7 separate regions of the Mus musculus genome follow, and all the other regions are linked to region 4. Evidence: chromatin contacts called from public HiChIP or PLAC-seq and promoter capture Hi-C data. All regions are on one chromosome and are shown on one strand. The core of a region is the stretch at or near the end of the contact, and the rest is flanking DNA. Distances in the headings are between cores, read along the strand shown. Region 1 holds the start of Il17rc (interleukin 17 receptor C). Region 2 holds the start of Vhl (von Hippel-Lindau tumor suppressor). Region 3 holds the start of Emc3 (ER membrane protein complex subunit 3). Region 4 holds the start of Rad18 (RAD18 E3 ubiquitin protein ligase). Region 5 holds the start of Brk1 (BRICK1, SCAR/WAVE actin-nucleating complex subunit). Region 6 holds the start of Prrt3 (proline-rich transmembrane protein 3). Region 7 holds the start of Rpusd3 (RNA pseudouridylate synthase domain containing 3).

Region 1 (2,874 bases), core at 185-2,684, 770 kb before region 4:
CCACGGACTGACCAGGCTGCACCAGGTCAGCGGGCACCTGGACCTCCAGCAGGGCACAGCGGGCGATGGGGTAGGCCTGGAAGGAGAGCACCACCTGGGCCTGGAGAGAGGCTGAGAGCAACAAGCAGGGGTCAGCCAGGCCATGGGCCACGGGAAAGACCCTGACTAGAAGCAGTAGTTGGGCCAGCTGGCTCCTCACCGTTCCTAGACTCCTGGAGTTCTGAATCAGACTTTCCAGCTTCTTCAGGCTCTGCCCAGTGCCCTGCAAGAAGCAGAGAAGAGAGCAAAGCCCAAGTCGGGCATCTGCTCTGGGCTGGTTCGGGCTTAGATTCCCTTGCATAGATGCCATGGCGCATAAGCAGAGGCCTGGGGGAGAGCAGGCTGGCCTGGAGGTACCTGGACCAGTATCTTAGACATTGCAGATGTCCCCAGAGTCTGCAATCCTCATGCCTTCCCCAGACAGGCTTATGTGTGCACTCAGTTACGGGCGGGCTTCCTCACTTACCATGCACGGCCAAGTGGACCACCACACGGACACAGAGGGCGCAATCTGTCTTCTGTGGACACCTCAGCACCAGCTCCGTCTGCAGGCGGGTAGGCACTAGCACAGGGCCTGGGGCAGACTGGAGGCTTCCAGGCAGGCAGAGCACGTCACCATCTGGGTGTGAAGGGGTGGGGTGGAAGCTGGTTTGGTTTGTGATACCTGCAGAGGGCAGGGGAGCTTCCAGGCTGAGCGCCAGCAGTTGCTTCCCTTCAGCTCGCCTGGAAGTCATTCTTTTCAAGTAGCAATACTTACCCCAGAGGTGGCAGGAGAGGCCCTGGGAAGGAAGAAAAAGTCAATTCAATTCAAGCGCCTTTCCTTGCTTGACAGCCCCCTAGCCACTGCCTATCTCCTTCCAGCGCTCCTTGTCCTAAGCCCTTCCCTGAAGAAAAGACCAATTCTTGTCCCCTTTCCATCTTCTCTTCCCCCATCAGCACCAGACAGACCAGACAGGGCAGTTCTGATAGAGGCAGTGACAGGAGCCAGACTCGGGCTGTGATGAGGCAGAGACTGAACTCTAACTCTGAGCCTTTCCCAGCCTCCCATAGTCCCAGACTCACTAGAGAGCAGCGTGCAGTGTCCTGAGGCTCCATCAGTCTCTCCAGAGAGACGACCACAGGGTTTCGGCCCAGTGCCAAGGACAGCAGGAACCAGGACACAGGCATCTTCCAGGTGCCGGACAGCACCCAGGCCTGAGGCCCCGTCCTGCCCCCCCAAGGGGGGGCAGACCCCTCGCCCCTGCTGACAATCAGCCCCGTGTCCCTGGGAGAGAGCAAGGGCTAGAATTCCTCTCCAGCCATGCTTCCCCACTCCAGTGAGCCTGGACTCCAGGCCCAGTTTCAGCTGGAGTGCTTTCGATTTGGCTCCCAGCAGGCAGTGGCTGTTCCCGCCCCGCCCTGTCCCGTCCCTCCCACCAACTCCAGGCTTAGGAGCCAGCAGCTTTGGACCTGGGTGGTGGCTTCTCCTCCTCCTCCTTGGCTGGTACCTGGCTGGGAGGAGCCCTGGGAAGGCAGCACAGCTGGACTCACTACTGTGTAAAGGAACTCCTACCCCGGATCTCACCAAAAAACAAAGATTCTGATCGATCTGGTCAGAAAGACCCCAGGCTTGTGGCATGCCGGGTGTTTCCACTTCCTGTATGACCCTGGGATCCTAAGGTCCACTGGGTCCCCTCTTACTATGCTCAGGTTCTTCCCTGGGTCTCAGTGACAGTGACCCTCGTGAAACAGGAGCTCTGAAGACAACGGGCTGCTGTCAAAGGGCACCAGAAAGTGAGCTCCCCACTGCCTGGCCCAGGTTCAGGGGAGACGGAGGGGCAGTGAGGCCCGGGAGACCCCTTACTGGGCTGAGTTCTGTCGAGCTGTTGCTGGCACTGGAGGAGAGCGATGGCCATGCTGCCTAGCTTCCGGTTTTCCTTTGCTCTTGGAAGAATCATAGTGAGGAGAGGATCCAGGAGGCACTGGGTCCCCCTTGCCTTTCACAGGCAATGCTTGTGGGAATGAAAGGACTTGGGCTGGTGAGCTGTTCTAGAACAAGCTTAGGGCAGGCTTCCTGACTGGCCCAGGCACACAAGAGCAGCACACTGTTCCTTAATGTGTCTACTACGTTTGCTTTTATTCATCTCTCTTACCAATTGGGTGATGTAGGCTTCTAATCCTAGCACTCCGGAGACAGAGGCAGGTAGATAAACCTCTTTGTTCCAGGCCATCAAGGGCTACACAGTGGGCTTCAGTCTCAAACAAACAAACAAACAAATCAAACTACCTCTGGACGAGGCCTCCCTCTGGGGAAGGTGAGGGACTCCTGGCTGACGGGGTTTCTCTCAACTCTGCCGAGCAGAGCACCTCCCCCCGCCCCCACCCCCTTCAAGCGCTTGACACTTAGGCCCTGCTTTCCAATCCTGGCCTAGCCCTCCAGCCTGAACTGGAGTGCTCGATGCAGATGGTTGTCTTTTTTTTTTTTTTTTTTTTTTTCAGTTTTGAAAAGAAATGGAAAAATCGTCCCTCCTTCTCAGAAAGGGCTGAGGACCTATCAGGAAAGCCCAAGTTCCTCTCAGGAACTCTAAGAGGGAGCAAATGTGAGGGAGGTTGGTCAAGTGTGGGACTTAAGGTGAGTCTTACGGTTTGGGGGACAAGAAGCACCCCCAAAGAGTACATGTGTGAGGCCTCATTCTGGAGTTCCTGCTGTTGCTACACAGGCTGAGGCTACAGACAGCTGAAACCACAGGGACTATTGGTTGAGCCTTGGTAGTCATCTTTGGCAGCCTCAAGTTCCAGCAGGTGACACTGCTCCAGACGGTTTTTCAAGCACCGCTTAGCCCCAAGGTGACTCCA
Region 2 (3,280 bases), core at 693-3,192, 930 kb before region 4:
ATGAAAATACGGAAGTCTGTTGTAGGAGGCTGAGGCAAGAGGACTGCCACAGTTGGTTTGTTTGTCTTATGTCAATGCTGCTGCTGCTGAGAGACACCAAAACCATGGCAACTCTAATAAAAGAAAGCATCTAACTGAGGCTTACTGAGCGTTTCAGGGGTTTTAATCCATCCATCATCAGCATGATGGGAAGCATGGTGGTACCCAGGCAGACTTGGGGCTGGAGAAGTAACTAAGGATTCTCTACATCCAGATCCAAAGGTGTAGCCAGTGAGATTGTGAGTTTGGTTTAGGCTTCTGAAACCTCAAAGCCCATCCCTAGTGGCACACTTCCTCCAACCAGGCCACACCTACTCATCCTTCACCACTTTCAAACTAATCCTTAGGACTACACCCTAAGCATTCAGATATATTAGCCTATAGGAGTCACTCTTATTCAAACTGCCAAGGTTAGGGTTTCTTTTCCCAAGTAAGAGCAGGGACCTCGGATCCCTGGAGCTGGAGTAATGGAAACTTGTGAGCTGCCTGACCTGGGTACTGAGAAGCTAACCCTGAAAGAGCAGTATAAACCGGCCTTGGTGACAAAGGCCTTTGCTTTAATCCCAGTACTCAGGGGGCAGAAGGAAGTTGGATTTCAGTGAGAGGCCAGCCTGATCTACAAAATTCCCACATCACTCAGCTGTCTGGCTGGTTGCTTCAGACACAATCTTGGGGCTTAGCCAAGGCTGGACTTGCACTCAGTGAAATCCTTCTGTCTTGGCCTCCTGAGTCCTGGGCTACCACACACAGATCTGGGTACATTTTTTTTCAATACATAAATAAGGCAATGTCAAACAGCCCCAATTCACTACGGCTAAAATCAACTTTTGAACTTTTTCTCTCACTGTTTGGCGGCAAACCAAAAAAGCCTGGTGCAGTCATCTTGCCTCGGTTTTCTGAGTCCTGGGGATTGTACACCTGAGAGCGGCTTCACTTGTTTTTCATAGCCATCCAGTCATGACACTGATAGAACTGACTGACTTCCACTGATGCTTGTCACAGTTAATAAGCTTACGTGGTCAGGCTTGGTACAAACCTGAAATCAGTGGCGAAGGCAGAAAGATCGAGAGTTCAACCCGTTATCCCATACTCACTTGTTTTCGGCCAAGACGCCAATCGGTAAAGGTGATCCCCCAACTACAACTGTTAACTCCCTCAGCTGACTTATCCTACTCCGGTTCTCCTAAGCTGCGTGCTCTTTCTTCACCTGGACGCACCCACACTCTGCCCATGCTTTCGCAAACCTCTAAGCTCGGTGCCTAGCGCAGCAATTATGACACAGGCTGGTTCTTGTCTGTTCATACATTTTTTTTGTCTGTAACCCTCCAAGTTGTCATCACCAAGGCAGGTTCGCATGCCGAACCTGACCGGGAACTGGGTTAACACTGCATCCGAAATCACTGGTAGGGGCCGGGCATTTTCTCGGGGTAGATGCAGTGGGTAGGGACAAGATGCTCGGGGTCGGAGAGAAAGCGCCCCGCCTGTTACAGCAGCAGCGGCCTAGCGCGCGGCTCGTACCTCGGTAGCTGTGGATGCGGCGGCCGGTGCCCGGTGGTAAGATCGGGTAGGGCTGAGGCTCGCCGTCGAAGTTGAGCCACAAAGGCAGCACGACGCGCGGGCTGCGGTTGCAGAAGATGACCTGAGAGGGCTCGCGCGAGTTCACCGAGCGCAGCACCGGCCGCGGCCGCCCAGCCTCCATCTCCTCAGGACCGGGCTCCCCCGCCGCCTCCTCTGGACTGGCTGCCTTCCGGGGCATTATTGGAACGGGTCCCTCGGATTCGCAAGCTGGACGTGGGCGGCGCGTGCGTGCGTGCGGATCTACGCGCTCCGGGACAGGTCTGCCGGTCCCAGACGCGCTCCGGGCAACTTGAAGGCGGAAATGGCCGCCGGGAGCCCTCAAACTGGGGGGCGGGGCGGCACGGAGCCAGGGGCCGCGGCGGTGGGCGGGGCCGCAGCAGTGGGCGGGGCGGCGGGGCGGCGGGGCGGGGCCGCGGCGGAGCCCCGGGTTATAAATTCCACCTCCTACAGTTGGGTTTCTGTTTGTTTCCTTTCCTTTTCTTTTTCCTTCTTTTTTTTTTTTCCCCCAAGATAGAGTTTCTTCGTGTAATCCTGGCTGTCCTGGAACTCACACCCTAGATCAGTCTGGCCTCGAACTCTCGGAGATCTGCCTGCCTCTGCTTCCAGAGTACTGGGATTAAAGCCGTTATCTCCATGCCAGAAAGACTTGCTTTGAGGTAGGGTCTCACTATGTAGGCCTAGAACTCATTATGTATATCCGGCTTGTCCTGAACTCAAAGATCTCCCTGCCTCAGACTCCAGAGAACAGGGACCAAGGGCAGTTGGATTTTTTTTTTTTTTTTTTTTTGGGTAGCATTGTTTCCCCCTGGCTGGTCTGGAATTCCGTGTACAGACCAAACCAGCTTCAAACTTAAGAGTGATCTCCTGCCTCTGACTCCAGAGTGCTGGAATTACAGGCATGAGCCTCATATATATATATATATTTTTTTTTTTTTGAGTGTACTTAAATTTAATTTCTTCTCTTAAGATCTCCACGGGCTTGCCATATTTCCCCTTCTGCCTTTGCTTTTTGGTTTTTCAAGACAGGGTTTCTCTGGGTAGCTCCAGCTCTCTTGGAACTCACTCTGTAGACCAGTCTGACCTCCAATCTCCTGCCTCTGCCTCCCAAGTGTTGATATAAAAGCTGAGTACCACCGCTGCCGGGCCCACCTATGCTATTATTTAAAGTTTTTCTCATTGATGAGTTTGAGTCTGTCTCTATTTTTAACTACACATTTCAAAATGTCTTCCAGAGTACAAAAGTAAAACTTTCCCTCCTTTTCCATCTGCATTCCCAGAAAACAGTATTACCAGTTTTTGTTTCCTTTCAAACTTTTTTATGTTTGTGAATAGAATTTTAAAATATTTTGTCTTTTTCTTTTTAGACGCAGACTTATTGCATAGTTCCCATTGCCTTGCAGCTGAATATATATAGCCCAGGCTGGCCTCAAATTAGTGGCACTCCTGTGTCTGCCTCCCAAGTACTGGCATTCTAGATATGTGCTACCATGACTGGTTCAAAGAATTAGCATACAACTACTATCAGATAACATTCAGTGCCATTTTTCCATAGACATTTCTGGCAGAAGTTTCATCAGATGAGCTTTTTTTAAATGTACGGGCCGGGCAGTGGTGGCGCACGCCTTTAATCCCAGCACTTGGGAGGCAGAGGCAGGAGGATTTC
Region 3 (3,122 bases), core at 49-2,548, 830 kb before region 4:
TTTTAAGACAGGATTCCACCATGTAAATTGGACTGGCTGGTCTACATAGTTACCAGTTACATTCTAGGCCAGCTTCAGATATACAGTGAGGCCCTATCTCAATAACCAACAAACAAACAACCTTGTCTTATATGCTCTAATTATAATCTACATATTTCTCACATGCTAACTTAAGAAAGATACCATTACTAGTCTCCTAATCAGGGGAAGGGCTGAGGTTCTAACTCTAAAAAGTCTGGTTCCAGAATCTGTACTCCTTGTTTTGTTCATTTATTTTTGGTTCTTAGACAGGCCAGAATCTGTGGGTTTTGTCTTACTTTCAACTTCTAGGGTCTTGTGTAGCTGTTTGGTCTTGAACTCATACATAGCCAAAGGCAACTTCTCCTGCCTCCACCTCCTAAAAGCCAAGACTATGGGCTATTATTATTATTACTGTTTTTTATTTGGTTGGTTTTGTTTTTTTGTTTTGCTTTCTTTTGTTTGAGACAGGGTTTCTCTCACTCTGAGGACTGGCTGACCTTGATCGAACTCAGAGATCCAACTTCCTCTGTCTCTCAAGTGACACCACCACCCAGCTTCTCTCTCTCTCTCTTTATTTTTCTGTGTATACAATGTTCTGTCTGCACATCAGAAAAGGGTATCAGATTTCATTATACATGGTTATGAGCCACCATGTGGTTAAGGGGAATTGAACTCAGGACCTTTGGAGAAGCAGCCAGTGCTCTTAACCTCCAAACCATCTCTCCAGACTAGGGCAATGGTTTCTATTAAGGATTAACGTTCCTGGGCTGGTGAGACAGCTCTGGGATTAAGAGCGTTTACTGCTCTTGCAGAGGACCCAGGTTCAGTTCCCATTCAAACATGCGGCTCAAAACTGCCTGTAACTCCAGTTCTAGGGAATCCTGCGCCCCTTCGGGTTCCTATATGCATGTGGTGCACATAAACACAGAAGGTCAAATCATACATATACATTAAATAAGTCTTGCCAAAAAAAAAAAAAAAAAAGCCTCAAAAACTAAAAACAGGTTCAAATTTCTTATTATACGAGATTTCTTATTATGCGTTTCCTACAATAATATGTAATCACTGACAGCCACTTTTCAGAGGGAAACACTAGAACAAGTCAGGGCCGTCTGACTTCGGAGAGATACCATCTCGCTCCCAGGAAAGCCTAAAAAGCCACTAACCTGGGGACCCGCCAGTTGCTTCCCTTCGTTTTCGACTTTCCCGCTAGAAGAACGGCGCTCTGACGCCATCAAAGCCGCGCCGTGGCGTGACGTTACTCGCCCGCACCGGAAGTTGACGGCCTGGCGGCCCAGCTGGAAACAGTGCGCGGAGAAAGCTAGGCTGCCCCAGATTCCACGCCAGCCAGACTGAGGGGCGGGTGAAGGCCCGGAGCCGAAAGCCGGGAGGAACCCAACTCCTCCCGACCCGCAGCGAACTCTCAGCGAAGATGGCGGGGCCCGAGCTGCTGCTTGACTCCAACATCCGCCTCTGGGTGGTCCTGCCCATCGTTATCATCACTTTCTTCGTGGGCATGATCCGCCACTACGTGTCAATCCTACTGCAGAGCGACAAGAAGCTCACCCAGGAACAAGTGTCTGACAGGTCAGTACCCTCACCCTATCCTGCTGACCTCACTCCCGGGTGACCTTGGTCAAGAAAGTGCAGGGATTGATTGTATCACTTTAACTGAGTTTTCATCGCGCCCCTACGGGTTGACCTTGGCGGTTAGCTGTGTTTCATTTTTGTCAGTAAAATGGGAATAATCTCAGTACCTACCTAATAGAGAGAGCAGGCATGTAGATGTTAGATTGGATGATACCTAAAAGCCTTTAGCCCAGGGCCTTGCATGTACTAAGTGTTTAAGAAAACGTTCTTAATATTGTTAGGCTAGTTGCCAACCGTCAGTGAGGTTCTCTCTGAACTATCCTGCTCCATTCCGTTATTAAGAGTACCCACTGAGAGTCAGATGCAATATTCCCTTGAGTCCTGCTAACATCCAGGCAAGTGAATTTCATAATCTACACTACCAAAGAACTGTAGTGATCTGCTGAGATGCTAAGGTATAAAGTGCCTCCAAAGCTTGGAGACTACCACAGAGACGTGTGAGGAGTTGCGATGGACCATTCCACCTGCCTCCTCTCCTCACTTGCCTTCTTACAGTGCTTTTCTGTGGGAGACAGAACTTTGACATAACTTCAGCCACTTCACATTAAAATCAGTAACAGTTTTCAATCACTTATTCTAGTCATTTTCAGAGACTAGCTGAAGACAGTGCTGCTGGTTCCTTGACTTGTCCAGATCACATAGGAATCACTTTAATGAAGAGAAACGTTTCAAACGTTTCTGCAGAGAACAGAAAACAAAAACCAAAACAAAACAAAAACCTCATTTTGCCGGGCGTGGTGGCACACACCTTTAATCCCAGCACTTGGGAGGCAGAGGCAGGTGGATTTCTGAGTTCAAGGCCAGCCTGGTCTACAGAGTGAGTTCCAGGACAGCCAGAGCTATACAGAGGAACCCTGTCTCGAAAAACCAAAAAAAAAGAAGAAGAAGAAAAAAAAAAAAAAAACCTCATTTTATCGTATTTAAAAGTTACTTTCTTTTTGTGGCAAGTAATACTGGATTTCCATTTGCTGGTGATTTAAAGATCACCTTAAATTAAAAACACTTTAAAAAAAAAAAGATTTATTTTATGTATGTGAGCACACTGTTGCTGTGTTCAGGCACACCAGAAGAGGGCATCAGATCTCACTATAGATGGTTGCAGCCACCATGTGGTTGCTGGGATTTGAACTCAGAACCTCTGGAAGAGCAGTCAGTGCTCTTAATGGCTGAACCATCTCTCCAGCCCTAAAAACACTTCTTCTGCAATGAGGCTGTGATGTAACTCAGTTGGGTACAGTGCTTGGACAGCTGGCTTTGAAGCCCTGGGTTCCTTACCCCAGCATAAGCCAGCTATGGCAGTGTAAGCCTGTAATGCCAGGACTCAAAGATGGAGGTAGGAAGATCAGAAGCTCAAGCAAGCTACCTATAGACTGGAGGTCAGGCTGGTGCACATGAGAGTCTGTCCCCCAAAATGTCCAGCTTGGGTATTTTCGATTGTCTTTTTTTTTTTT
Region 4 (3,221 bases), core at 690-3,189:
GAGTGCCTCCCCAGCCCCACCTCTTTTCTCTCTTTCCTCATTTCCCTCCCTCCTTCCCCCCTCTCTTCCTTTCCTCCCCCTCTCTCTGTCCCTCCCCTATTCTTCCCTCTTTTCTCACACATTTCTCTTTCACTCCCCAGTCATTTGTTAACCTAATTGCCCAGTATCCAAAGAGAACCCTAAAGGAATAACTATGGCAAACTTGCTTTTTTGTTATTGCCGTATCTTTGCACGGCAACCTGCCCCTCCGATGTTCCCAGAACTATCCAGCAGCACCCAACTCAACCTAGAGTTCATGTGAGTACTCTCCCCTGATGGGTTGGTACAAATCCACCTTGCATCTAATCTGCCACCTGCCCCTCCGATGTTCCCAGAACTATCCAGCAGCACCCAACTCAACCTAGAGTTCATGTGAGTACTCTCCCCTGATGGGTTGGTACAAATCCACCTTGCATCTAATCTGCCATTTACCTCCTGGCTGCCGACTTGCTAGATTCAGTGTCTGAATCCTCTTGCTGTTCTGACACTGGGTTCCGTATCTGCATGCGGAAAGAACTGTCTTGACCAGACAGACTCTTATGAGACGATTCTGTGGTAGTTTATATGCTCAAAAGCCCAACATCCTGAGTTCAAGCCCTGCTTCTACTTAGCTGCAGAATGCTCTGCACCAATTACCCATTTTTCTTTCCTTTGAATAATGAGTAAACCAAGTAAGTGCATGATGCAAAAACAAAACAAAACAAAACAACCCAAAGCCACAGGAGTGCTTTGAATACAGGTGGTCTAATATGTGTTAGCTATTACTGTAATAAGTAAACTATCACCTAAATGTTGTTTGTGTTGGTGTTGCACAGTTCATCTGTGACTGTAGGCTAGGAAAAATTAATTGGCTCAGATTACAGGGATTATTTTATGATAAAAACTCAAAAGAATGAATTCCTAACCTGCTGGGTTTTAGTCTTCACACCTGTAAAGTGTCTGTAACAGCCACATCTCTCCCCCTACTTTCCAGGAGAGCTCACATGCCTGGTCCATTGTAAGTCTTCAAAACATACATGTTGAATCGGTGAATGTGTGGGCCACCGGGGTATCAGTGATACCGCAAGCTTCGGGATTCTGTCTTGCGAGTCATCTGGACCAACTTGTGGCCCCTGAGACCTAGTACAGCGGAGGCCCACAGAAGGCAGAAGATGAGTGCTGAACTGAGTAGCCAGGCTGGCTGTGTGTTGGTCAGCGTTCCACATCCAGATAATGGAGCTCTGGTTAAATGAGCCTAAAAGGAACCTTTCTGGAGACAGGTCCGGGAGATAAGGCGTCACCTGGGAGATGGAAGAGGGTGAGGAGCCTCTCAAGTAGATGGAGTAATTTGATAAAAAAGAATGTGGGTTCCTGTTAAACTGATTTAATAACACTCTTTGCTAACACTGGTCCTTTTATACATGGGGACTATCTGAGAACTAAGTGCCAATATTAGCCGTGGTTACCTTTGAAGAACAGAGGCTCTATGTGGCTCTCGTGGATGCTTACAGAAAGAGGAGTTGAGACAGAAGTGTAACTTTAGATATTTTCAAGGAGCAAGACAGATCTCTAAAGCAACCAGAGATTACTACCTGAAGAGGGAAGACCTGAGCCTAGATCTTGAACTCTCTACCAAGGCTTAGGCTTCATTTGGTTTCTTTTTCCTAATATTCAATCACCTTCCGGAATCTTTTGTTTATTCATTTTATAAGACAGATTAAAGCTGCTTTTAATCTTTCACTTATCTTCTTGTCTCTCGGGATCCAAGAGGTCCAAACGCCTGCATCGCTCCAGGCTACGCCCTGGAATGTCTCACTTTTTCCCCTTCGGTCTTCCGAAGCCGCTAACGTCCAACGCACAAGAACTACAGCTCCCAGCATGCCGTGCGCTCGCCGCGAGCGCGCCGCACGTAGCTGACGTACGGTGTAGCGCGGGGAATTTCGAGTAGAGGAGCTGCGTGGCGGGCCGGTAGCTGGCGGTCTCATCAGGTGCGGCCATGGAGGTCCTGGCCGAGCCGCGATGGCCTCCGGGGTTGGCGGTGATGAAGGTGAGTGTCGGGGGAAGGCCGGGGCGCGGACGTCGTCGGTGCGAACAGGCACCCCGGTCCGCGCGCCGCCGCCTCGGCCCTAACCTGGCCTCGCGACGCCGGTCCTCAGTTTCCAACCCCCGAGACGGTCCGGGAACGCGCCGCGGCCCTGCGCAGTCAGCCTTAGGTCGCCGCCCTAACGAACCGGATGTTTTGGGTTTCTGTCACTATCACCGCGTCTCCCCGTAAAGTAGTGTCAACGATGGTGACATCACATCCTACGAGGACTCCTGTGTTAACAGTGACACCACTCGTGATTTGTGTGGACGTTGCATCGGATGACATTTTATAATCAAGCAGTATAGCAGAGGGTCCGCTTATCATGGTTTTCCATTTCTGGCTGTGGTCCAGAAGTCCTCCACGTTCTTAACACACTGCATCCGGCTTCCCTGCCTAATGTGCCCTCCATGACTCAATAATGACGCATCTCTCTTTATTTAACTTTTATTTATTTTATTAATTTAGGAGACGAGGTCATACCCTGTAGCCCCTGGCTCACATCTTTTTAAAAGAGAGACCAGGACCTAGACCCAGCGCTTAGCCTTTCCTTTTAAGGAATTATTGCATACTGAATTATCTCCCTTAAATAACATTTAGTAGGATGTGTTGTTTGTTTGTTTGATTGTTTTTGAGACAGGGTTTCTTTGTGTAGCCTTGCTCTTGTAGGACCAGGCTGGCCTTGAACTCAGCGAGATCTGCTTGTCTGCCTCTGCCTCCCAAGTGCTGGGATTAAAGATGTGTGCCACCTCTGCCCATCCGGTGGATGTTTTTTGTTTTGATGTTTGTTTTCTACCAAGATTGGGTAGCCCTCCTGCCTCTGTCTGCTGAGTGCAGCAGGCTTACGTTGTATCTGTTATAACCTAGACGGTTTCCCTATGACAGTTGGTTATTCTTTGCTTTTATAATTGTTGTTTTTTGAGACAGGGGTTTTTTTGGATATCCTTGGCTGTCCCGTAACTAGCTCTGTCCTCTGAGTGCAGGCTTTTTCCTTCTGTTCTTACAAACAATGCATCTATTACAACCTGAACATTTCCCTTCCACAACTGATTATTGTTTGTTTTATTTTGTGTGTGTGTGTTGTTTTTTGAGACAGGCCTCCTTTGTTGAATCCCTGCCT
Region 5 (3,267 bases), core at 761-3,260, 910 kb before region 4:
GACTCAAAACCAAAATGCAAAATGGAGTAGGGGACATGGAGCATGGATGGACAGATTAAGATCTCTTATTTATTGTATTTGAAGGTGGGTGTGGGCATGCACTATGTGGGGCCAGAAGACAACTTGTGACAGCTGGTTCTCTCCTTTCACCTTGTGGACCCTGAGGATTGTATTCAGGTTGGTGGCCTTTACCTGCCAAGCCATCTCAACAGCCTGAAAGAACTCTACATACAGAAAATGGATTAGTATTATTATTTACACTGATAGTCTCCCTTTATGTGTGTGTGTCATATCCCCTGGGACTAGAGCTATGGACCACTGTGAACTGCAACGTGGGTCCTGGGATTTGTACCTGGGTTCTTTGGAACTGCTTTTAACAGCTGAGCAATCTCTCGAGCCCTAGAAAATGGCTCATTTCTGTGGCTGTTCTGAGGACCAGGCTGGCCTCAAATGCATAGCACTCTTCCAGCCCTTGTCTCTCCAGTGCTAAGAGTACAGGTATGAGCCACCACATATAACAGGGAAGGGTTACCATGTTCCTCACTGCCAGCAGACCTGTGTAAGAACCAATTACGCCTGCTGATGTTTGCTTTGCTCTACCAGGCTGGACTCAAAACTCTCTATGAAGCAGATGACTTGGGAGTTCCTCCTGGTCCTCCTGCCTCTGCATCCTGAGTGCTGCTATTAAAGGCATGGTGTGTGGGTGCTAGGCCAATACTCTACAGACTAGGCATCCCCTGCCCCTTAATGATGCATTTCCAATTTCCTTTTTGTTCTCTTTTCTCAAAAAACAAAAACAAAACAAAACAAAAAACCCCCAACCAACCAAAAAACAAAACAAAACACAAAAAAAGGAGGAAAAAAAAGGAGAGAGAGAAAGAAAACTCTAAGAAGTGGGGGATGCCGGGGTCTTGTGCTTACCACTCAGGAGCCCAATCCCTGAACTACACCCCGTAATTGAAGCTACTGTTCGGTTACCTTCTATCATACTACTTAGGACTCATCGGGTCTTTAGCTAGAAAATATACGATTCACTTTAATTTTTTTCAAAATACAGCACTTTCTCCCCAAGATGCTGAAAGTTGCTAATTAGTAGAACCAAAGCACTCTAGTGAAAAAGATCACTGGATGCCATCTGCACGTCTTGTATTGTGTAAGAAGGTCCCTGAAAGAACCCTTCCGGAGACCATAAGAAGTCTGTAACAGGTTTTCAGTCCAGAAGGCTAGGAACGCACGCAGAAAGAAATCAAGACTGTCACTAGCCGGCCACACCTAGGAATAGTTTTTTGGAAAAGTGGACTCTGCTGAAACCATCTGCCCTGTAAAATCCGAGGAGCCAGACAGAAGCATCCAGAGCACCTACCATGAAGCAGATACAGGGCTAGAAAAGCCATTCCCAAGGCCCGAGCGGGCCCCATCCCTTACAACCCTCAGCACTAGCACCAAATCGAGCCGGGGATGAATGAACCTGCCGGGAGTGGTTAAACGGGAGCAATAGAAGGCATGACATCAAAGGGGTTCGGACTTCTTCCTGAAGGAGATGGACAACGAGCAGGAGTCTCTCAACAGTAAGCGCGACCGTGACCGTGACACGGCTGCGCACTGCCTGCCAAGTGAAGACTGGCACGGAAGCGCGGCGCAAACCGGGGCGGATGATGGATGGGCCTAAGAGGCTGGACAGTGGGCGTGCTGACGAGCGCAAGTGGGGCATGGCAACGGGCAGGGTAGACCCTCGGAAACGGCCCAGTGAGGCTCGGGGTGAGGGCACTGGGGCCGGCGGGCAGCCAAAGAGGAAGCGAGTAGCCAGGGCGGCGCGCCTCTCCTCCCCGCCGCCGGCCGCCTCCCAGGCCTCCCTCCTCCCAGCCTCCCCTGCTCGCCCGCTGACCGAAAGAGTTGAGAAAGTCTGAGATTTTCTTGATGCTGCTGGTGATGATCTCAATGTACTCCCGGTTCGCCCAGTCCTGGTGAATCTCCCGCTGCACCGGATCCTCTTGTCCCGCCATGGCGGCCGCCTGAGGAAGAGTGACTGCGCAGGCGCCGCGACCTCTACAGGCCTCCAGCGCGCCTGCGCCGCCAGCCAGTACCCGAGTGTTCGAGCCCCAGAAAGGGCTGGCAGAGCGACGCGCGTGCGCACTCTAATCCCTGCGCTCTAGCTTGGCTCCCACGCTGGGGTAAACAAGATTCCTCCACTCGCGATGTGAAGACTAAGAGCTACCCTGTCCCCGGTTACAAGCACCCGCTGACCACTAGCGGATCTTGTCGTTAGGGGGCGCCCACACATTCCCACCTCCGCCTAAGGGTTGCTCCAAGCTCTCTTGCACCTTGTTAGCTGTGATGGGCACAGTCCACGAATCCCGTTTATTCAGAATGCTTGTCATGCTTGGGTCACAACTCTGTTCATTCTCGTTTTCTTTTAAAATTTGTTGTTGTTGTTGTTTTTCGAGACAGGGTCTCTCTGTGTAGTCTTGGCTGTCCTTGTACTCCCTCTGTAGACCAGGCTGGCCTCGAACTCACAGAGATCAGCCTGCCTTTCCCTCCGGAGTGCTGAGATTAAAAATGTGGCCACCACCGCCAGGTTAAAATTATTTTATTCGTATTATATGTGAGCGCTTACGTGGCACAACACGCGGGCGGAAGTTACAGGACAACTTGCAGGAGTGGGTTCCTCACCTTCCATCTTGTGGGACTGAACACTCAGATCATCAGCTTCAGTGTCTTTATTGTTCGAGGTGTCCCACCAACTCTGAATCTCCATATTTACCAAATGAGCAAAATACTTTTCTTTCTTTCTTTCTCTTCTCTCTCTTTCTCTCTCTTTCTCTCTCTTTCTCTCTCTTTCTCTCTCTTTCTCTCTCTTTCTCTCTCTTTCTCTCTCTTTCTCTCTCTTTCTCTCTCTTTCTCTCTTTCTCTCTCTTTCTCTCTCTTTCTCTCTCTCTTTCTCTCTCTTTCTCTCTCTTTCTCTCTTTCTCTCTCTTTCTCTCTCTTTCTCTCTCTTTCTCTCTCTTTCTCTCTCTTTCTCTCTCTTTCTCTCTCTTTCTCTCTCTTTCTCTCTCTTTCTCTCTCTTTCTCTCTCTTTCTCTCTCTTTCTCTCTCTTTCTCTCTCTTTCTCTCTCTTTCTCTCTCTTTCTCTCTCTTTCTCTCTCTCTCTCTCTCTTTCTCTCTCTCTTTCTCTCTCTCTTTCTTTCTCTCTTTCTTTCTTTCTTTCTTTCTTTCTTTCTTTCTTTCTTTCTTTCTTTCTTTCTTTCTTTCTTTCTTTCTTTCTTTCTT
Region 6 (3,284 bases), core at 21-2,520, 810 kb before region 4:
TCTCTATCCTTCTTTCTGTCTCTAGTGATAGGGGGTGAAACTGGGGGTGGGAGGATAAAGTGCGGGGGATGGGGGTGGGAGAAGAACCCAGAAAGTACCTAAGGTCAGCTACAGTTCAGCCTTCTCCATTTCTCCCGCTAGTGTTAGAGGCTGAAGATAAAGAAGGTATTTGTGGTGATTTGAATAACAATGGCTCCCATAAGCTCATATAGTTGAATACTTAGCCATCAGGGAGTGGCCCTATTTTGAAAAGATTAGAAGGATTAGAAAGTGTGGCCTTAACAGAAGCTGTGTGTCAAATGGGGAAGGCTTTGAGGTTTCAAAAGCCCATGCCAGGCCTAGTCTGTCTGTCTGTCTGTCTCTCTGTGTGTGTGTGTTTCTATTGATCAGTATGTAGCTCTCAGCTACTGTTCCAGTGCCTGCCAACATGATGATAAGGGACTAAACCACTGAAGTTGTAAGCAAGCACCCAATTAAATACTTTCTCTTATAGCAGTTGCTTTGGTCACGGTGTCTCTTCATAACAATAGAACAGTGACTCAGGTAGTATTGTATCCAGTCACAAAGGCCAGAAGAAATTACATGATCGGCTAACCACATGCTGAAAATCACCACATCGGAGACCAGAAAGAAGTAGACCTAGGGCTGGCAAGCTGCTTCTGCAGGTAAAGAAGATCTGAGTTTGGTCCCCAGGATACACAAGGCAGAAGGAGAAAACTGACTCCACAGACATGATGTGGTATGCCACAGGCCACACAAATACAAACACACACACACACACACACACACCAAAATAACAACAACAACAATAATAGAAAAGAAGGAGGGTGAGGAGAAAGAAGAAGAAAAGAAGAAAAAAGAAAGAAGTAGATCTTCGAAAATGTGTCAGAATATATTGTAAAATGATGAGGAGAAAGGCAAGTTACAAGAGCAATTAAGAAAGCGTGGGCTCATTTTTATTTAATATGCTCTGGGAAAAGCCTGGAAGATATGCCAGGCTGTATGTATGATCTACCTATGCCTGTATGAATCCAGAGAAAGTGAGCTCCCAGTCCCCGCAGGTATGCAAATAAAGCGGGCTGTAGCTAGAAGGAACACTGCAGAACCCCACAGGGCTCTGACACCATCTGGGCTGTGCTGCTTGTGAGAAAGGGGCGGTGAGGAGCAGCGAACAGAGACCGTTCCCAAAGGAAAGGGTTAAGTATCCCGCGCTCCTGTGGGCGGGCTTGACGAGGAGATCGGCAGAGCCGGGCTCTGCTGGCCAAGCCTGAGCATCTCGGAGGATGCGCCTCCGGGAGCGGCTGCAGGGACGCGCGCAAGGTGAACGCATGGCTGCGGATGCAGCGCGCAGGTGAGGAGCTGGCCGAGGGAAGGGGAGATGGCGGGACCCAAGAAGGCAAGGAGCAAGGCTTACAGCCCCTTCGCGGGCATGGGCCTGCACGGTGCCAAACCCCACCCGGGACACTGCGGGAAGGCATGGAGCCAGGGAGAGAGAAGCTGGAGAAGGAGGAAGAGAGGTAACCCGAGATGGACCAGCTTCTGCAGGCTGTCCTGCAGAGGCCCTCACCCTGCTCCCCCCACCCCCTAGTCTCTGCGGCTGATTGATCTCATCTCCCCTCAGAACTGTCCAGCCATGGGGACCCTAATGCTAGGCAAGCTCCTGCCTGGACTGCGGGTGCCCACATCTCTTGCATCGGGGGTGGTAGGCAGATGGCATGTTATTCACTGAAGGCCCAGCTCAGCCATCTCCTCCTCTGCAAAGTCTACAGAGCTGTACGGGCTTCAGTATCTCTAGTATGTGTTTTCAGCTGGCTGTGCGACCTTGGACAAGTTGCTCAACCTCTCTGACTCTTGGTTGCCCACTCTCCTTTCCTGTGTGATGGGTACTTGCACCTGCTGTATGGGAAGGTTTAGAACAGAGGCCTAACTAAGCAAAGAGCTCAACACAGGGTATTATTATAACCTATATCCATATCAGGGGCCCCAAGTCCTTCCTTCGCACACCTCATCCCCAGCCTCAGAACTGAGGACTTTATGGGTCCCCAGACCCCAGCCTGGCCTATGAGCAGAACCTGGGGCTTAATAGATGTTTGAGAGAGGGCTTACCAAGACTTAAAGGCTGTCTGAATTAACGCTGTGACTGGACCCAAGAGGTCTTTGAATCCCCTGAAACTTCCCACAACCTCTGATGAGCCTAGGGGTACTCCTCGGAAGAGTCTCTGGGGTTACCTCTAACTTCTCCTAGTGTCTGAGCCACCAAAGGTGGCTGTGTCCAAGAGGAAAAGGACACAGCACCTGCCCCTAACACAGCTGGCCCTCAGCTGGCTGGCCACTGCTGATCCCTCCTACCTCCCTGGCCTACTTAAGGATGGACTTAGGAATAGGGACCTCTTGGGAATATATCTACCTGGGCCCGGATTGTACAGGGGCTGGAGGTGTAAAGGAAAAAGACAGGAGCCCCAGGCCAGCGGCAGACAGGAGATGATATACAAGGGAGCTTTGCTCCGGATAGGGAGAGCCAGGAACAGAAGGCATCCCTGGAGAGGAGTGTCTAGGCTAATACGAACTACCCTCCAATTGTCCCTGGACATGATGCCGACCTCTTTCCCTTTAAAAAACACTGCTTCTCAGACCGCCTCCTGTCGGAGCTCTCCAATCCACGTGATGGTTCACAGGAGCCCTTGCTGACTAGCCCCTGCCTGCTGACCACCAGCCACCCCAAAAGAGGTGTTCTGAACTCACTGAGTTCACGCCTGCTCCTGAGTCTTTGTATATGCTATTGCCGCTGCCAAAGGCTTTCCCCTCAGAGCGTCAAATGCTTGGCTCTCTTACCATTCTGCCTTTGCTTAAGTGTCTCTCTCCTCAGACAGGCTCTCCTGGCACCCCTGTGGAGACTCTCCTCTGTTATCATCTAACCACACTGTATTTTCTTCAAAGCTAAACTTTATAATTTTAGGGAGTCTCATTTCATAGTTCTCAGGCTGGCCTGCAACTTGCTAGGTAGATCACAGAGATCCTCCTGACTCTGCTAAGGATCTGAACTTTAACATTTTTAAAAAATTATATGTATCGTGTGTGTGTGTGTGTATGTGTCTGAGTGAGTGTCTGTGTGTGTACATGCATGCCTATTTGGAGATCAGAAAACAACCCAAGGGAATCAGTTTTCTCTTTCCACCATGTGGGTCCTGATCAAGGATTGAACTCTGAGGTCATCAGGCTTGGCAGCAAGCCCCTTTATCCACTGAGCCTTCTCACTGGCCGTTAGGTTAAAATCATTTATTGTC
Region 7 (3,254 bases), core at 638-3,137, 720 kb before region 4:
CATGTGGCATATACTTACAGACAGACAGACACTTACATGTAAATAAAAAGAAAATACACACACGCAGAGTTTGTCTGGGTCACTGTTCTAGAGGCTGCAGAGTCCAAGAACATGAAGCCAGCATGTACCTAGCATATGTAGGGCCCTTTCTGGTGCACCCTAACATGGAGGGAGCAGACCCACATTGAGGGAGAGGGTTTCTTTTCTCTCCTCTCCTCCCTAGAAAGCTAAGCCATCATGGGGAACACCCCCTTCACATTCTTGTCTAACACTAATCACGCTGGTCTCCAAATACCATTGATATGAATTTGGAGGTTAACTTTCTCCCAGCTGAACTTGGGAGGTCACACCTGGGGTGAGAGCTGTGCAGGAGGCAGCCTCCCCCTCTAAATGAAGGGAGGGAAGGAGCATCGCACCCCTCTGATTCCCCCACCAGAATCCACAGGCTAGTACTGGAGTCCTTTCAGGAAGGCTCTCAGGCCTGGGAGCTTGGTGACAGATCCTCTTGCTCTTGCCTCGGTGGTGGGATTAAAGGTGTGTGCCACTATACCCCACTGCTTTTTAAAAAGAGACACTTTCGCCAGGCCTGGTGGCACATGCCTTTAATCCCAGCACTTGGGAGGCAGAGGCAGGCGGATTTCTGAGTTCGAAGCCAGTCTAATCTGGTCTACAAAGTGAGTTCCAGAACAGCCAGGGATATACAGAGAAACCCTGTCTCGAAAAACAAAACAAACAAACAAAAAGAGACTTTCTTTTTATTTTCAGTCATTATTTCTATTTCACTGTTTTTATTATGCGCATAAAATTGTTACTATCTTTTGTATTTTTTTTTGAGACAGGGTTATGTAGACCGATACTGGAATTAAAGGTCTGGTCTATTTTATTGCTAATTATGTACATATGTCTGTGTGTTTGGACAGGTGTTAAAGGAGGTTTTGAGTCCAAGGCTGTGGGTGCTGAAAACAACAGGCAATCCTGTTGTTTGTTCTGTTTTGTTTTGTTTTTTTGAGACAGGGTTTCTCTGTATAGCTCTGACTGTCCTGGAACTCATTTTGTAGCCCAGGCTGGCCTCGAACTCAGAAATCCGCCTGCCTCTGCATCCTGAGTGCTGGGATTAAAGGCGTGCACCACCATGCCCGGCAACAACAGGCAATCTTAACCAGTCTCCATTTTGTTTCATTTTACGCCCGTGTATTTTGTTTTTGAGACATACTGGCCAGGGTGGAACTCACAGCTTTCGTTTCTTTTTCTTTCTTTTTCTTTTTAGACTGGTTTTCTTTGTGTAGACCAGGCTTGTCTCAAACTCAGCTAACTACTTGCCTCTGTTCCAGGCATGCGCCACCACACCCAGCCTACCTTGATTTTCTTTTCATAGAGGGGCCTTGCGCATCTCCCAGGCTGGTCTCCAACCCAGTATCTGTGATCTTGTTCTTTGTGACCTACATACACGGTGCTGGGAATTGAACCCAGGACCTTGTGTAGCCTCTCTACCACCTGAGCCACAGCTTTGGGACCTTTTATGTCACAGGCTGTTACAATTTCAGACAGGTGTACTGACCGAAAGGCTGCATACCGGTCTTCACCTTTCTTCTCCCTCGGTTTTACAAGGGAGGGTTTCAGATTAAGGTTCCCCAAAATTGAAACGACAGTCTTCTCGACCCTTTTTATTCTAAGACACGTCCTCTACTTTGAGTAAATAACCCGCCTCGTGCCTCAGTTTTCCCAAAAGCCAGAACCCTAAATGGCACTTTTTCTTCTACAGGGGAGGCAAAGCCCGGATTCTCGCTCGTCTGAGCGCCCTCTGCCTTGATTGACAGCCTGCCTGACCAATCTACGCACGGAGGATGTACGGGAGGTGGGGTTGAGCTGTCCGTGGACACGCATGCGTACTGTGCTTGGTCCCCGGCAATGGGAGCCCTGAGAGTTTTGCGTTATGTCTCTATGATCTGGCGGCCGGAGCTGGGGTCTTGCGCACGGCAGAGGGATGCCGGCTTCGGCACCGAGGCCCGGTGATTATAACACTCCACTTCCGTGTATGGGGAGAGACTAGATCAAGGAGAGGGCAGGCATGAAATTCAGATCAGTACTTGGTTCTAAGCCGGACTATGTTGTGAGACCCGGCACTAGGTCATTGGACCTTTGAGCCTTGGTGCCTCTTTGGTAAAGTCTTGGGGGGTAGGTGGACTCCTGTCTGCTGAGCCCGGGAGTTCTAAGAAGAGGCTGGACTAGGCAGGGTGAGCAAGGGAGGGAGGTACAGGCTTCTACCATGTTTCTCAGGCGTCCGTCTCAACCTCACCGCTCCAGCAAGCACAAGGACCTAGTCGAGGACCAGCCCTTCCCGGGGCTGCTGAGGACGGAGAACCTCGGCCTGGAGGAGCTGGCTCATGTCCTGAGGGCAGCTGTGGTGGATCAGAAAGGTGAGGGGAGCCTGCTGCTCCTGTGCCTCCCCTGTTGCTGCAGGAGCCAGGCCAGCAGTCACATTCTTCCTAGCCTCACCATCACGAGGAGAGGTGTATACCTCACTCCTCCCTGTGTTCTGAGAGCAGCTGTAACAGAAGTTAACTATCAGAAAAAGCTTTGGGGTTAGTTATAGCTGGCCTCTGTAAGCGGCATGCCTCTTGGTTTCATAAGAGGGCTAGATGGCTGCTCTTGCAGAGAGGACCAGCAGTCAGCACCCACATGTTGCTTCACGACTGTATGTTCATGTAGCAGTGAGGGGCTTCACAGTTCTGGGATAAATATGGCCCCTGCCTTGCGAGATCCAGCGTCCTAATGTGAGAATTACTGAGCAATCGCTGCTGGCGTGGTAACCACACTTGTAATTCCAGAACTTGGGAGGTAGAGGCAAGGAGAATCAGGAGTTCAGGACCAGACTTAGCTGTGTAGTGAATTTGAGGCTGACTTGGTGTTTGAGCCCCCCTCCACCCGCAACAGTCAAGGACTGTAGGAGGGGCACACATTATACTGAGGTATGTTGGAGCCAATGGGAATGGAAGCCTGGAACTGCAGGTATGAAGGCTCCGAGGTACAGGGATTAGGAAGTGCTATTTAAAGTGGGGTTGGATTGTATAACCCCCACCCCCAACCCCACCCCCGAGGCTGCATGCAGACATGCTTCCCTGCTTTTGCTGACATCCATGAACTGTTTCAGGACCTCTGGTGACACTGAACAAGCCACAGGGTCTGCCTGTGACAGGTATGGGCATGGGCAGGGAGGAGGGCAAGGCTGGGGTAGAGATGGTTGGATGGCACGC

The links. Promoter capture Hi-C pulls out the DNA fragments that hold promoters and counts their contacts. HiChIP or PLAC-seq counts read pairs in DNA pulled down with a chosen protein or histone mark.
Region 1: a contact with region 4 is called in a promoter capture Hi-C map of pre-B cells, with 6 times the contacts expected there. The contact joins the promoter of Il17rc here to the promoter of Rad18 in region 4. A contact is called at or near these places in 8 of 39 promoter capture datasets (the HPC-7 cell line, cranial neural crest, frontonasal cranial neural crest and 5 more), 4 of 484 Hi-C or Micro-C datasets (B cells, CD4 T cells, regulatory T cells and 1 more), 1 of 115 datasets of contacts at active chromatin or transcription factors (astrocytes) and 2 of 9 other capture datasets (adipose tissue and liver).
Region 2: a contact with region 4 is called in a promoter capture Hi-C map of pre-B cells, with 5 times the contacts expected there. The contact joins the promoter of Vhl here to the promoter of Rad18 in region 4. A contact is called at or near these places in 3 of 39 promoter capture datasets (the 3T3-L1 cell line, liver and pre-B cells), 2 of 484 Hi-C or Micro-C datasets (the Ba/F3 cell line and CD4 T cells), 2 of 115 datasets of contacts at active chromatin or transcription factors (memory CD8 T cells and pancreatic cancer cells) and 1 of 9 other capture datasets (liver).
Region 3: a contact with region 4 is called in a promoter capture Hi-C map of pre-B cells, with 6 times the contacts expected there. The contact joins the promoter of Emc3 here to the promoter of Rad18 in region 4. A contact is called at or near these places in 7 of 39 promoter capture datasets (the C10 cell line, frontonasal cranial neural crest, hematopoietic stem and progenitor cells and 4 more), 2 of 484 Hi-C or Micro-C datasets (CD4 T cells and muscle stem cells), 1 of 115 datasets of contacts at active chromatin or transcription factors (memory CD8 T cells) and 1 of 9 other capture datasets (liver).
Region 5: a contact with region 4 is called in a FOXA1 HiChIP or PLAC-seq map of pancreatic cancer cells. The contact joins the promoter of Brk1 here to the promoter of Rad18 in region 4. A contact is called at or near these places in 1 of 39 promoter capture datasets (pre-B cells) and 1 of 115 datasets of contacts at active chromatin or transcription factors (pancreatic cancer cells).
Region 6: a promoter capture Hi-C map of 3T3-L1-derived adipocytes shows a contact between it and region 4, with 2.8 times the contacts expected there. The contact joins the promoter of Prrt3 here to the promoter of Rad18 in region 4. A contact is called at or near these places in 5 of 39 promoter capture datasets (3T3-L1-derived adipocytes, liver, maxillary cranial neural crest and 2 more), 3 of 484 Hi-C or Micro-C datasets (B cells, CD4 T cells and regulatory T cells), 1 of 115 datasets of contacts at active chromatin or transcription factors (pancreatic cancer cells) and 1 of 9 other capture datasets (adipose tissue).
Region 7: a contact with region 4 is called in a promoter capture Hi-C map of pre-B cells, with 5 times the contacts expected there. The contact joins the promoter of Rpusd3 here to the promoter of Rad18 in region 4. A contact is called at or near these places in 2 of 39 promoter capture datasets (erythroid cells and pre-B cells), 3 of 115 datasets of contacts at active chromatin or transcription factors (extraembryonic endoderm stem cells, memory CD8 T cells and pancreatic cancer cells) and 2 of 9 other capture datasets (adipose tissue and liver).

The regions. Positions count from the first base shown.
Region 1 is chr6:113,470,015-113,472,888 of GRCm38.p6, reverse strand. Il17rc (interleukin 17 receptor C) reads right to left here and starts at 1,434. Exons shown (of 18, transcript NM_178942.1): 1 at 1,102-1,434; 2 at 797-818; 3 at 506-658; 4 at 200-262; 5 at 2-111. The coding sequence starts at 1,206. Il17re (interleukin 17 receptor E) reads right to left here. Exons shown (of 15, transcript NM_145826.6): 15 at 2,131-2,874. The coding sequence ends at 2,746.
Region 2 is chr6:113,622,656-113,625,935 of GRCm38.p6, reverse strand. Vhl (von Hippel-Lindau tumor suppressor) reads right to left here and starts at 1,942. Exons shown (of 3, transcript NM_009507.4): 1 at 1,558-1,942. The coding sequence starts at 1,795.
Region 3 is chr6:113,529,814-113,532,935 of GRCm38.p6, reverse strand. It overlaps Emc3 (ER membrane protein complex subunit 3), which reads left to right and starts at 1,298. Exons shown (of 8, transcript NM_175101.3): 1 at 1,298-1,608. The coding sequence starts at 1,454. It overlaps Fancd2 (Fanconi anemia, complementation group D2), which reads right to left and starts at 1,254. Exons shown (of 44, transcript NM_001033244.3): 1 at 1,188-1,254.
Region 4 is chr6:112,695,388-112,698,608 of GRCm38.p6, reverse strand. Rad18 (RAD18 E3 ubiquitin protein ligase) reads left to right here and starts at 1,939. Exons shown (of 12, transcript NM_021385.2): 1 at 1,939-2,065. The coding sequence starts at 2,015. Gm35824 (a long non-coding RNA gene) reads right to left here and starts at 1,941. Exons shown (of 2, transcript XR_377964.4): 1 at 354-1,941; 2 at 122-239.
Region 5 is chr6:113,603,515-113,606,781 of GRCm38.p6, reverse strand. Brk1 (BRICK1, SCAR/WAVE actin-nucleating complex subunit) reads right to left here and starts at 2,010. Exons shown (of 3, transcript NM_133937.1): 1 at 1,886-2,010. The coding sequence starts at 2,003.
Region 6 is chr6:113,499,917-113,503,200 of GRCm38.p6, reverse strand. Prrt3 (proline-rich transmembrane protein 3) reads left to right here and starts at 1,270. Exons shown (of 4, transcript NM_001289700.1): 1 at 1,270-1,351.
Region 7 is chr6:113,417,973-113,421,226 of GRCm38.p6, reverse strand. Rpusd3 (RNA pseudouridylate synthase domain containing 3) reads left to right here and starts at 1,887. Exons shown (of 9, transcript NM_001033204.1): 1 at 1,887-2,009; 2 at 2,278-2,417; 3 at 3,152-3,196. The coding sequence starts at 1,909.